Regions from separate parts of the Mus musculus genome. Here region 2 is linked to region 1. The links are chromatin contacts, called in public promoter capture Hi-C maps. All regions are on one chromosome and are shown on one strand. Each heading gives the region's core, a stretch centred on a gene start, on an enhancer-like site or on the middle of the called end of the contact. The rest is flanking DNA. Distances are from core to core; before and after follow the strand shown. Region 1 has its middle 11 kb from the start of Gm42194. Region 2 holds the start of Pld1 (phospholipase D1).

Region 1 (3,339 bases), core at 253-2,752:
ATCCAAGCCCAGGCAGGAAAGGGATAAAAGTTTGTAGTTGATGCATGCACATCTCTCAATTCAAGGTAGTCTTCTGACTTCCCGCCTGTCCGCGTGGCCCTAACGCCTCATTGGAGGCTTCCAGAATGGTCTTCCCTGGAATAGTGCAACAGGAGTGTTGTCTGCTAGGGAGATGAAAATGCCGCTCTACTTTTAGGATCTCCTGAGCTAGTCCTAGTAACCGCAGTGGGCAAGAACGGTGGTGTTTGAATCAATCCTGTGCCTTTGTGGGTAGAAGTGTCCTTTGCATCTGTCCAGCCCTCGGCACTGGCTATGGGCATCCTCTCTAGCTTAAGTTTTCCATACCCTTTACTTATGTGATTGGTATTTGGTCTGGATATGTGTGTGTGTGTGTGTGTGTGTGTGTGTGTGTGTGTGTGTGTAGAATTTTCTTTGTCAGTCCCACATGGAAAGACCATTTTTTTCTAGGTAAAGACTCTAGTCACCTGCTAGATTACTAATGACACAAAGACCAAAATAGCCTTAACTGTCTGTCAGAGGCTGGAGAAAGCCTGCTGGTGGACAGCTAACAACTACATATGCTTTCAACATGATGAAAATTGCATCTTTCAGATGCATCCTTTTTCTCCTATGATGGAGAAATTTCATTATATTCTTAAAGCAACTTGACATGAAAAATTCTGTTCAAAGATTTTTTTCTTTTTGGTAAGGTCAATTTACAACCTTAATTAAAATGGATTCATGAGCGTTTATGCAGTTCTTCTAGAAATGACTATTGCTGGATTAGGCAGTAATGAGTATTTTATAGAAGAGTCAATACGTGCTGTGTGTTTTCAGACTTGCCATCTGGTTCTAGTCTCTGTTTGGCAACAGGGTTTTATACGTGGCTTGGTTCGTGCAGCCAAGAAACCTCTCATTCTTTGCAATTTGCCACTCTTTCAAAGACCTACTTAGAGGCTCAAGCTTATAGCACAAGCTGCCAGATTTAAGTGTCTTAAGTTAGAGTCTCAGGGGCCCGAAATATCTCTTGTACCCACACATTTCCTGGTAGGCCAAACTTCGCAAAATAAACACAGATGACCTCTCGCCCATCCAGGCTTCCGGAAAGTTTAGAAATGATGCAAGCTCTTGGCAATATGATATGACACATTGCTGTGCCTGTGCAGAGTGAGAACTTCCTTCATTCTGCCCTGGTGTGGACAAACAAGCTACTTTGGCCTTGCTGTGGACTTAGAATCTGATTGACTTCAACACAACTAGATGCTATGTGAGTGGCCTCTGCTTGAAGAAGAGGGAGCCACAGGGAAGACTCCTGGTGGAGTCCCAGTAACATTCAAGACGGAGGAGAAAAGAGAAGCTAGTTTTCCCAACAGAACCTGGTTTCCCTTCCTTTCTCCACCTCCTTTGTGTGCAGGAATTGATCAGGGTTCTCCAGAGTGGCTGTCGCCACACGTGACACTGGCTTTGTTCATTCTCTTTGTAGGAGTGTGAGCTGGGACACTCCTGCCCTGTCCCATGCCCGTCTCTTTGTCACTTTGCCATTAGGCTGGCTCTCAGCCTAGCTTCCTTCCCAGGGTGATTTATTCTGATTTCTCTCATTCAATAAATGTAAATACACGTTTGAGCACTGACTGGTGTGTTCTGTCTCCTTTAACCCCTTTGATTATTCCGTATACTGTTTTCTAATGCCAAGTTGGAGTGCAAAGGCCCTTAGTTATTTCATTGAAGTTTTGTTTTGTTTTCATTAAGATTTTCTTCTCTTTCCAAGTCCTGAATATTCTGTTTTCACTAGGCCCAAAAAAGGCAATCCATATTTAGAAGTTTTAGAACACACAATTATGTTGCAGAACTAGGCACACCTGATTAAGGAAGCTTAATCATTAATGATTAAGGTGGGCCACTGTGAATTGAACCCGAATACTTGTCTCCTGGCTCCTGGCTCTAATTTGAAGGCTATGGAGCATGTATGGAACATGTATGGAGCATGTATCACAGATGTAGGTCACTAGAGTTGGGCCTTTGAAACCTACACTGCTGTGTGTTCCATCTTGCTATCTGCTTCCTGGCCTGTGTGGTGAGAGCCCCCACACGCTCCCACTGTGTGAACTGAGCTGGCTTCTTACCATGATGGACTGAGACCTTCTGAAGCTAAGGGCCACAATACATCCTCCCTCTCTTGTTTCTCTCAGAAAATGTGGTCACAGCCACAAGACAAGCAAGTGACCTTGAGAAACAGACTCGGTTTCAGACTGTGGGCTGTGTTGCTGTGATAAACCTGACCCTGTGGTTCTCCGACCTTGGGAACTGATTTCCAGGAGGGATGTGGAGGAACTGGAACCGCAGGATAGAAAAGCCCTCGACTGATGTAAGCGGAACTTAAGAAGTCATAATGATGGACACTTGGAAGACCACGACGCTCATAGAAAGGTGGCCAGAAAAGATTGGGCCTATAAGGTGTCAGGGGAGATCAAAACAAACCAAACAAAAACTCTTATCAGGGGTGGCAGTGGAGGGCATTGGTGTTACACGCTGAAAAGAAAAAGCCTCTTTACACTCTGCTGAACGTGAGTGAAGCTGAATTAAAAATGAACTAGTTAATTTGGTGGGAGGAATGTCAATATAGCATGATGTTCAGACTGTGAGAATTATTGCATGCTGCTTTCAGCCAGATTTACAGTGAGAAATGGGGGCAAAAAGTGAAGCAGAAAGATTTGTGTATGTCTGCATGTGTGCGTGCGTACGTGCATGCATGTGTGAGTGCGTTCGTGTGTGTAGTTTTAGGGTGCTAGGGAGATGGCTCAGCAGGTGAAGTCATTTACTTGCTGAACAAGTCTGGTGAATTGGGTTTGAGCTCTGGAACCCACAAAAAGGCAAGAAAGGTGAACAGACTCCATGAAATTGTCATCTGATCTAAATACGTGTGTGGTAGCACGCACAGTCCCTTGTAAACACACCTCTTACATATACATAGCAATAATACAGAAAGGTTTAAACTGCTCAGTTTAGAGAGAAGAGAGGGTGCAAACAGGTCAAAGTTAGTGACAAAGCAAATGCAGACAAAGTGGTGACAATTGCTGAAGAGGACCCCCTGGGACAGTAGCAAAGGTGTCTTGTAAGACTGACACAACGCAAGGGCTCCAAAGCATAACAACACAAACCTACCTAGACCTTTCACTTCAGACAGACCACTGAAGGGTTCCCTGAGGGGAAAGGAAATATTTACTCACTCCGATGCAGTAATAGTGCTGGAAGACATGTCTACACAGCAAGCTGGCAGCTGGACATGGCGTCATCGATGCAGTGCTGGCTCATGAATATGCTGCATACAAGATTCCTGGA
Region 2 (3,339 bases), core at 383-2,882, 170 kb after region 1:
TATGTGTTGATGCCAAAAGTTTCAATGACGACTTTTAAGAAATCAGGATGTAATTTGTACAGCCTGGTGCTTCTCAACCAAATGTCTCACACCATCTAAAGACAAGCTTGTAAGAGTGCGGTTACTCCTAGGCACACACTTATCAAATCATCTGAAATTAATAAACTGGAGGAAGGGAGGAAGGAGACATATGCAGCTTTTCAGTTACTTCCTTGTTATATAGTCTTGCCAAACCCCTCTTAGGCAAGACCCTGTTTGCTCAGAAGGCTGTGCATATAATTGCAAAAATCTGTCAGAATCATAGGATTCAAAAGGCATCAATTATTTCTGTCAACAAGGAAAGAGTGACGGCTGCCCGACTCTGCAATCATTAGGAAAGATGTGCTCAAAAGAGAAGAATGCAGTCAGGGAGGGCTGGGCAGCTCCAGGTTACTTGAAAACTGAGCCCCGCGCTATAATTTCACTCCTCCTCTGTCTGGACAGAAATATTATATTTTTCATTTCATGCAGTGCCATGGGCATGGTAAGACATTATGTAACTGGGTCTGTCTCACTGTATAATACTCAATAAACAATTTCAAAAGACCAACAGCATCAGCAATTTGATGTACAGGAAACTAACTGTTGCATCTTTGGGTTTTGGCTGGAAGCAGTGTTGTGCAACCAGTTTTGGAACTGACTTGTGTTCAAAATTATATTCCCAAAGGATTGCTATTCACACCACCCAGCCACTGGATTTCCCTTGATGACGACTCTCTTAAGTGTATTAAAACGGCAAAGTTACTGTGCGGACAGTTCCATCGGGGTAATGGGACTTTCTCGTTCTCCTCCCATTTTATTTTTACTTTTCTCTCTAACATTTCTGAATTAGACCCAGTACTGATGGCAAGTGGGAGTGAGAAGTGTGAGGGCGATGTGTGACTGAGACAGGAGGATCATGTAGTTTGAGTTCTACCTGTTCTTCATGGCCAACCAGGTATACAGCAGAGACCTAACTTCAAACTAACCAACCGAACACTCGCCACAACACACACACACACACACACACACACACACACACACAGAGAGAGAGAGAGAGAGAGAGAGAGAGAGAGAGAGAGAGAGAGAGAGAGAAGGGGGGTCTGGGGGGACAAGCACGGGCAGTTTTGGGGACTGAAGAGATTGCTGGCTCCAGCAAGCTTAGGGTCAGGCTGGTTCTTTACTTGCCAGCCTCAGTTTCCTTATAAACAGGCAATAACACCTACCAAGACCTACCCGTGGGATTTGCAGGAAGGCCACAGTTGACCTCTACAAAGCCCCTAATTAAGCAAGTCACTTCAGGGCAGGAATATTTCACCAGTTGGCTCGCTGTTGGCTTGTAACTTGCGGGCCAGTCTTGGACAAGGATTGGGCTCAGAGACCAGGGAAGTGAACTTGGTAAGAACAACGCCTGCGTGCGCCCCTGCGCCCCGCGGATAACTGTGGCTGAGTTAGGACACTTGGACAGAAGAAAGTGTTAGAACCGAGGCATGGAGGAAGGCCGGCGGCAGAGGCTGTCACCGAGGCTGGCCGGCGCCGCCCCGCCCCACCCTGCAGACCGGCCGAGTTCCGGGCGGCGAGTCCCAGCGCCCGCCCTTCTTCCGCGGCCCCAGCTGCGCCAGCTGCGCGGGGACCCCCGAAGTCGCCGCCGCCGCAGAGTGTGTGCCCGCGCCCCAGGCCCGCAGGTAGGAGCTGCCGGGGCCAGGCTTGCGGGACTTCTGAGCCCGCAGGACGTTCGCGGTCCTCGTGCTTCATCCCGCCTCTCTTGCCCCTCTCACCAGCCCTGTCCCTGAAGTTCCCTTGGGAACCCTGGAGTCCCTCCCATAGTCTTAATTCCTGTAGTGTCTGCGCTGGCAAGAGCCGCGCGCACACTGACCGCAGGCGAGGACCGCTACCCTGAGAGCAGAGCCGGGTCAGCTGCTGATGTCCTAGCCCCACTCCACTCTCAAGTCCCTGCAGATCCGGGGCGTCCTCTGTAGGATGCACCCCACCCCACCTCCTCGGGTCCCGGGCTCAGTAGATTTGTTCGCTCCCGCTAGATCGTCCCGCGCTCCCTGAGCTCCTTAGCACTGTGGGCTGACCGGGATGGCGACAGCACCAACATCCCGGACCAACCAGGAAGTGCTGCATTCCAGTGGCTTAGAGTCCAGCTGAAGCACAGTGCCGGGCGCCGAGCCACACAGCTGCTGCCTCGGGGCCAAAGATGTGCTGTGCTGAAGTGGAGGAGGGACAGGGGTAGCAATTAAAAGAAAGGCCTGTGTTAGGCAGTTGCTATTTTAGCTCCGACCCAAGATGTTTGGGACTGACTGTTCCGGGTCAGGGAGGGACCTTAGGAGGTCTCTAAGCCATGGGACGGTTTGTTTGAAACAGTCTTCTGTAGCTCAGGCTGCACTCAAAGGCTATGTAGCCAAGGATGACATTCCTGGCCCTCCTGCTTCCATCTCTTAAGTACAGGTCAAGACTTAGAATTTGGCCAGCCCTTTCCCCCATACCCTAGGGCTACCTGCCACGCCTACGTTTGCCTTCCTCACCCCCGCCTCCCAATCTCAGATCACTGCCAGCGGCCTTCTTTCATGAAGCTCAAAACATAATCTTAAGGACCACAGGAGCTTCTGCATTCGACCATTTCTAGATCTTTCCACAGGACGAAGAGCGCTCTTAGACAGCCAGGCCCACCAATTTCAGCTTAGCCAACTCCTTATGACCTTCCCAGGGCCTCTGGAGACTAGCTACCCAGGAAATTCAGAGAGATATTCAGAAGTCCTGACCTGTCAGAGGTGCTGTCAAGGAAGCCTGACGGGTGCAGAGAGCCTAGTTTGAACTAGTCTGTTATGCCTACTTATGCAAGAATCTCTTTCCATAGTACGTGCTTTGTGGCCCACGAGTGAGTTTGTACTCAACTGTTTAGCTTGAATTTGTAAGCAGCCTTTAAATGGTGTGTGGGGACCTTTTAAATGGTTATGTAAGCGGGTATCTGAATTTTTATGAGCCAGTACAATTAGCTTTTCAAATAAATAGTGCGAGTGGAGAAGGTTTTGAGGAGATGGTGTCCTTGCTGTGTTGTTTCTGGCATCAGCGTTTTACACACACTGGTGTTAAGTTCTCTACAGGCTCATTTAGGTTGATTGATTTACTGATAACTAGATGAGTACTGCCTAGTTAATGGACAGCCTGCTCATCAGACCTTTACCGAGAATGCATTTGTGTATGGTCTTAGTATGTAGTATGAATGCTCTTATGCAACTCTGTATGAGAAAAGCATTACACTGACAATTCACCTACCTCTAATTTCAACATGTTTTAAGGATTTATTTTATTTTT

The links. Promoter capture Hi-C pulls out the DNA fragments that hold promoters and counts their contacts.
Region 2: a promoter capture Hi-C map of 3T3-L1-derived adipocytes shows a contact between it and region 1, with 4 times the contacts expected there. The contact joins the promoter of Pld1 here to the enhancer-like site in region 1. A contact is called at or near these places in 5 of 39 promoter capture datasets (the 3T3-L1 cell line, 3T3-L1-derived adipocytes, cranial neural crest and 1 more), 5 of 484 Hi-C or Micro-C datasets (the 3T3-L1 cell line, 3T3-L1-derived adipocytes, adipose-derived mesenchymal stem cells and 2 more), 1 of 115 datasets of contacts at active chromatin or transcription factors (trophoblast stem cells) and 2 of 9 other capture datasets (adipose tissue and macrophages).

The regions. Positions count from the first base shown.
Region 1 is chr3:27,765,114-27,768,452 of GRCm38.p6, forward strand. No RefSeq gene overlaps it. Among named protein-coding and RNA genes, the nearest start is that of Gm42194, 11 kb to the right of the region's middle. Within about 2 kb of position 1,503, at least 123 of the 459 cell types and tissues checked have an H3K27ac peak or open chromatin away from gene starts, as enhancers often do. A contact at or near this core is called in 3T3-L1-derived adipocytes, adipose tissue, adipose-derived mesenchymal stem cells and 4 more, where this site is marked.
Region 2 is chr3:27,937,048-27,940,386 of GRCm38.p6, forward strand. It overlaps Pld1 (phospholipase D1), which reads left to right and starts at 1,633. Exons shown (of 27, transcript NM_001164056.1): 1 at 1,633-1,703.